2 separate regions of the Gossypium hirsutum genome follow, and region 2 is linked to region 1. The links are chromatin contacts, called in public Hi-C maps. All regions are on one chromosome and are shown on one strand. Each heading gives the region's core, a stretch centred on a gene start, on an enhancer-like site or on the middle of the called end of the contact. The rest is flanking DNA. Distances are from core to core; before and after follow the strand shown. Region 1 holds the start of LOC107901991. Region 2 holds the start of LOC107901993 (equilibrative nucleotide transporter 3).

Region 1 (3,629 bases), core at 650-3,149:
TACTAATAATAGCTAATCCATGATGTTATTTTTTATTAAAAAACCATGCACTCGGCATATTTGTTACGAAAAAATAGATTTTTTTCAAATAAAATATTATTTAGGTCCTCATTTCATTTATTGACCTTGTATAAAATTACACATTACAAGTGGATCAAATATAAATTATTTGCTAAAATGTTAATATTTAATACATTAATGGTATATAATTTTATGAATTTTAATAAATTAGATGATATACCATTTAAAGTTTTTAAAATTAAATTCATTTTATTGCGTTTCAAATAATTGTTTTATAATTTCATTAATTATAAAATTATATACAGTTAATTTATTAAATATAAATAAATATAAATCTTTTACTAAAGAGTTAATATTTAATGTATTCAAGATGGTTTTTCAAATAGTTGAGGTAGTTGCTAATAGTAGCTAACCCATGACGTTAATTTTGATTAAAAAACCATCCACTTGCCATATTTGTTGCTCAAGATTTAGACAAATAATTGGTTTCTTTTAATATATAAAATAAAATAAAACCTTGCATGTATGATCAAGGTAATATATAAAATTATATATTATAAATCAATCAAATATAAACCCTTTGCTAAAATGTTAATAATTTACCCAATAATTTTATGCATTATCAATAAACTAAAAGTTAACATATCATTTAAAGTTTTTACAAATAAATCTACTTATGTTCATTTTAAATAGTTGTATCATAATTTCATACATAGATAATATATAAAATTAAAAATTAAAAATATTCGATATACTACTAGTAAAATTTAAAAATTTCGCAAATAAAATTGGGTCTATATAAAGTATAGTAAAAATTAAAAAATTATATAAAAAAATGAGACATGTGACAAATTTATAATATTATTTGTAAAGTTAAAAAAAGTAGATTGTTAGCATACCAAATACTCAACAGTCTTTATTATATATAAATTTTGAGTAAGTATTTGATATATTGGCAATATACTTTTTCTTTATTTCACAAAAAAATTTACATGCATTTTTTTCTAAATAACTAATTTTTAAATATTTTACTATATTTTTATATAACATTTATCAACTCTCAAATATTATTTATAAAGTCTAAAAACTACACTAAAAGTGTACTAAATATTGTCCAATAAACTATTTCTAACGAGTTAACATGTGCATTAAGGATGTATAATTTTATGGATTAAGATAAGTAATCATCTAAATTTTTTTTTAAATAAATGAGTTGAAAGAAAAATTGTTTGTTGAACTTTTTTTTTTCTCTTTTAGGCCAACCTTTTCTACCGACGATGATGACACAGATTCCCGAGAATCATACATAGAAGGTGAAACCCAGTCGGCCGAGGTATGGCCGGACCCGGTAAGAAAGGGGTCTCAGCTAGAAAGCCGTGAAATCAGACACTAAATCTAATCGCCAAAACCTTTACTTTTTTTCCAGGCAAATAGCAAGAGATTCGTGACTGTTAAATCACGGCGAGAAAAGAATAAAAAGACAAAAACAACATCAATCCACGATATATATCATCTTTCTTTTTCCACCCCAAAAACGCCACTACCAATCAAATCTAATACCATCTCGAAACATAAAACAAAGTATTCTCATCTCCATCTATCCTCAAGGATCAAACTTGAATTTATATTATGATGAAATGGCAGAAGATCAAATACCCAAAACTAATCAAAAAGGAAGATCAAACATACTTACCAGTGATAAAATGAATTGAGGAAGGAGGTGTGGGCCGGCAGCGATAACTTGTCTTCAATCTTTTTCCACAGAACGGAGTTGAAAGTGCGGGGATTTGAACATGTAGGGGCAGCGGGCAAGGCAACTACATGCTCCTCTGGGGCCCGGCTGTTACTGTCAGATAGTAGGCAGCAACGTGGCCACGAGTCAGCCCCCTTTTTGTCCCTGAGTTAATGCTATCCTCACGGACTTTCGTCTAGTGTTTCTTTACTGCCCAGTCGTGTATTATTTTATTTTTATATATGGACGTCGCTCAAAAAGTTGCATGTAATAAATTGTCAGGGAGTGTTTGGTTGGTAAGTGGAAACCTTATTTTTCAGGTTCCAATGTACAAAATCATCTTCGATATTATTATATTTGGGGTTTCGGATTATAGTTTAGGGTTGTGAATTTCCTTTTTCTTTTAAATTACTTATTTGAAGTTGATTGATGGAACCTTGTGTTGGTAATAAGTTTCGATTTGGTCGTAAGATCGGCAGTGGCTCTTTTGGAGAGATCTATCTGGGTTCGTCCCATGCTTTTTTTCTCCCTTTGCCTATTTGAGTGTAAGTTGGTGTTTTTTTTTTTAAATTTTTTTTATAATCTCCCTTTTTAGGTACGAACATTTAGACCAACGAAGAGATTGCCATTAAGCTTGTGAGTAGTCTTTGTTTAAAATTTACTTTCTATTTTTGTTGATTTTCTTGCTTTTTGGTTGTTTTCTTGTATGGTGACTGTAGTTTGTTGCTTTTAAGTTTTAACATTCTAAAAAGTAGCGATGTAATTGCTGCTCTGTTTAGGTTTTAACCTGACCTTGTTTCTATTAAATTTCATGTGTTAACTAATGTTTAGAACTTAGTGATATAATCGAGCCATGTTGTCATAATGTTAAGGTAAGGAGTTGTGGAAATCTTTTATTCATTAGTTAGTTGGCTTCTAGCCGAAGTGCATGTGAAGGAGAAATTCTATTTCGATTTCTTTGAGGTGGTTCAGGGGAAGCATGGAAATTAATGTTTATCAATCAATCAATGATGCTTATAAGTTTCTGTCAAAAAAAAAAAGGCTTCATATAAATGTTTAAGTGGTGAAAAGCCTCTGGAGGAACTGCCCCTAGCAAAAAAAAAAAAAAAAAACAAAATAAGAGAAAGTAACGCTGCGACTGATTTTTCAAAAGCTATGAGATCTGAGGCCTTTCTCATTTCCTTCTACGACTTTTTGCAAAATACCCATTTTTTATATTTGATTCTTAAGTCATTCTTCTTTTACACCGTTGTAGTTTTGTGAAGAATGATGATGCAAGCACGGGGCTTTTAGCAGCTGTAATCCTGATGCAAATTTTCTATTAAGTAATTAGCAAAATGACAGATTGGCAGTGCGTTTTTCTCATTGGGATGTCTTGTTTGAGTTTTTTTGGCTTACTTGGTCTGTGAATGTTGCCAATCCCACTGAATATATCTTATTTGCAGTTTACAATATAAAAATGCATAGTCTTTGTTGCTAGGTCTAGTAATTAATACCTCTCTTGGAACAACTCAGATAAAGCTTTGTCTTTCCTAAATGCAAAATGTATTTGCTTTGGGACAGGCATGTTAAACTTTGTTAGGCCTTTTATGATGCGCTTCATGTGTCGATTTCATCAATTGTAGCATCTTTCTCTTCTTAAATTGCTACTTTGAAGCATTGAAAATTTAGTTGCCTGAGAGTCACTCTTTTTCTTGTGTAACCTGAATTAGTACTTTCCATGTTTATTATTTGCTTATAAATTATAAAAAATATGTTATCTGGTAATCCTTATTGTTCATCTTGGTTCTACTGAAGCTAGATACTCAATCTGTCATTGGTTTTGATACTATCTTCTTAGTATATGTTTACAAGAATTTCAGAGGCTCTGACTATG
Region 2 (3,629 bases), core at 577-3,076, 170 kb after region 1:
AATATTAAAAATATAAATAAACTGTAAAGTAGAAGCATAATTAAACTTTTTATATAAAACAATTCAACCAATAACTCTCCATATTAGAAAAAGCTAGCAAAAACCCAAAATTTAGGTGCCACTTTATCAGTCAACTCTTGAAGAATAAACGATTTTTCTAACTACTTTTATTTCGATTAATTATTCAATATTAAATTAAATTAATCGATAATTAAAATTTTAAAAAAATTATTAATTAATTTTTGGTCAATTAAATTTGATCACTAATTGATTAATCGAATTAAATCGATTCAATCAATTAATTAAATTTTAGTTAAATTATGAACCTCCTTACTCTTAATTCAAAAATTAAATAAAGTTAAAAACGATCTATTTTTTAAATTTTCTTTCCTTTTTTTGGTAGCCTAAGGGTTGTCTTAGCTTGGAAACTTGTAGGCAGCCTATGTGGGCCACTCCTTATCGTAATGCATTTACATTAATAAATATCAATGCGCTGATTGTTCCATCGATACACATGCCGAGGAGGTCCATAATTATTTCTTGCCTTTCTTTCTGCAAATGATAGTTATGATAGTTTTGAATTCAAATAAATAAGTTGAATTTTAAAATGAAAACACAATTTTTTTTTGTTTTTTATTCATTTGAACTCAAAATTAAAAAAAGAAAAAAAAAATCGGTTACTGCCCATTTACGTTGACAGCTGCTTTGTTCTTTTATATCTGCCTTTTCCACCTTACTTTTATTTCTCCCAGCTCCACATATTGGAGTTCACATTCATTACTTGGCACTAAAAGAATACCAGCTTATCTTGTTGACTTTCTTATACGGTGGATTACAAAATACTCCTACTAAATATTTTCTCTCATCGTCCTAACTCCTTTGATTAAACCCTAATTTTAATATAATAATAATAATATATTTTCATAGTTGAGTTGTGCCTTTTGAATATTTTATTAATTTAATTGTGAACATTAATCATTAAATGTAAATTTTCTTTTTAAAATTTTTTTTTAAATTTCAACTACATATTTATCATTAATCATTAGAAATATCATTAAATAAGTAAATGTAATAATTCAAGTTGCTTAATTGGAATCACCAAGAACATTTTTTTGGTAATTTTGATGAAAAAGGAAAGAATCTTTTATATGAAGCAAAATTCTATTTCAAATTAAGTATAATGATAAATTTAGTAGTTAATATTTATATTTTTATCAATTTGATTTTCATTTTTATTAGTTAAATTTGATTGTTACTCTTTAAAAACAGAAATATTAATTAAAATATTAATTTTTAATGATGTTGATGTGACAATCCACATGAAGCACTAACGTGTCACTATTTGTCTAATATGCTATGCCAACAAATAATTTAAAAATCATAAAAAAAAATTTTAAAATAAAAATAAAGTTCATAATTTTTTTAAAAAAATTAGCATAAAATATATGTGGACATTTTTAAAAATAATAATAATTTAATTAATATTTTCATAAAAAATAATTAAATTATTTTCCTAAAGCTAAATTTAACAAAAAAAAAGAGTGAAAATAAAAAAAGATATAGATATTAAAAGTTAAAATTATACCTTTAAATTATTCATATTAATATATAATTACCTTTAACTCCATAACTTTCGTATACGGATCCAGCAAAGCTTAACTCGGCCACAACATTAATATGATAATTAATTAATAAAAAATAATGCATTAAATATAATGATCTAAAACGGATCCCATCATAAATTATAATCAATTTTGTTTTTGTACACATGGATTTCCTTTTCTTGAGAGAGAGAAGAATCTTTATTTATATAATGGTATCTCTTCCTTCATTTATAGTTTTTCCCTTACAAAGTCATGTTGTTGCCTTTCACACCCTCTATTATACTATTCAGCTGTTCACACTTCACATCATCCTTCTAAATATTACTGTAAGCTCTTCTGTGTATATATATATATATTTCCATTCTTGCTTATGACCTGCCTTGGTTGAAGAACACCCAGTTTTGATTATCACTGCAAAGTTAAGGTCTTCGTTTTCTGACAGAATCCTGAAGAATACCCAGCAAGTAAACATGACTAATGTTTATGAAGGAGAATCACCTTCAAGGCTTGAGGTTTGTGCTTTCTCGTCTTGTTCGTTTGAATTATCAATGGAGCTTAGAGTTATTTTTTAAATTTAATTACATGTATTATTGACTTAGTTTATTGTTAAAATAAAATCAGGGAAAACTGAGTGCCATGATTGTTTGTTGGATTTTGGGATTTGGATCTCTCATCTCTTGGAATAGTATGCTCACAATTGGAGATTATTATTATAATTTGTTTCCTGTAAGTAAACTCTTCTTACTTTGTGCTTAATGTTTATTCTTTAATTTTTTTCAAATGATATATATGGTTTTAAACATAAAATTTAATTTTTTTGAATTAAAAGTTTACTTCTTTTTATCTTTCCACAGATATTATGGTATATTCCTTTTCTCTTTTATTGAATTTAAAACATAAGATAATGAAAATTTTAATATTTATCCCATAGTAGAGTTATATTTATTGACTATTAGTGTAAATTCATAAAAGTCGTGTCATGGTCAAATTCAATTGACCTTTTTCTATAAATGCAAAATCCGGCTGAGCCTTTTAGTGTGTGTTTTTATTATTAAATCTTAATTTCTAAATAATGGTATTTTTATTCTTATTTCTAAAAATAATATTATTTATCAAGAAATTTGAAAGTCAACTCAACATTAACTTCATTTCCCTTCTATTTTCTCTTTCGTCCGGTTTTATATAATTTTTTTTAGATGGAAAGAGATTCATTTACACCAACAGTTTTACATATTTTTGTACAGTGTAACTAATTAAAATTTTCTGATTATTTATTTTATATAAAAAATTCAATCATTTAATAAATATTAATAAATACAATATTTTAGATCAATATGATAAAAATATCGAATTAGTTTAAAATTTTACAAGAATGATAAGTACAATTATATTGATAAATGATTAAATTTTTTATTAAAACAAAAACCAAATCCAAACATTGTGAAAAACACGTGTAAAACATATTTTTAATAAAAACCCCAAATCATAAATATTAAAATTTGATGATAAAAAATTGTTATATTTAAATTTGGAAATATTTTTTGGATAATTAAAATTAATAAAATAAATAGTGGGATGTAAACTCATAAAATATTATTATATTTGGCTGGCTTTAATTTTTGATAACAATACATATTTATATATGAGCAATTATGCGTATAATATGATAAAAATAAACCCATTTTTGTGAATTATGTGAAAAAGAATAGGATGATTTACAACAATAAAAGAAGATTTATATGTTCACTTGCAACAAACGTGGATGAAAGAGATTATACGAAGTTTAAAAAATGGTAAATATTTTATTTTTAAAGTTAAAAATAGAGATGGTGGCAAAAAAACAGATATCTCTGCAATAAGAAAAAACTTATATTTATTTTTTTCGATACTGTTTAAATAGAAAAAATGTAAAAGATATTTGAAAAAAAGTGAAAAATGAAAAAGAAAATTAGAATTAACATAAAGGGCTGAATTTACTTGTGTACTTATGTAATCTTTAGTTTTGTTTCTTAAACTACATGTATC

What was found. Hi-C and Micro-C count contacts between places; a contact is called where the count stands out from the background.
Region 2: a contact with region 1 is called in a Hi-C map of leaf, with 3 times the contacts expected there. The contact joins the promoter of LOC107901993 here to the promoter of LOC107901991 in region 1. A contact is called at or near these places in 5 of 34 Hi-C or Micro-C datasets (callus, hypocotyl and leaf).

What each region holds. Positions count from the first base shown.
Region 1 is chrD06:42,628,603-42,632,231 of Gossypium_hirsutum_v2.1, forward strand. It overlaps LOC107901991, which reads right to left and starts at 1,900. Exons shown (of 3, transcript XM_016828190.2): 1 at 1,715-1,900.
Region 2 is chrD06:42,800,414-42,804,042 of Gossypium_hirsutum_v2.1, forward strand. It overlaps LOC107901993 (equilibrative nucleotide transporter 3), which reads left to right and starts at 1,827. Exons shown (of 10, transcript XM_016828192.2): 1 at 1,827-1,930; 2 at 2,047-2,116; 3 at 2,226-2,330. The coding sequence starts at 2,075.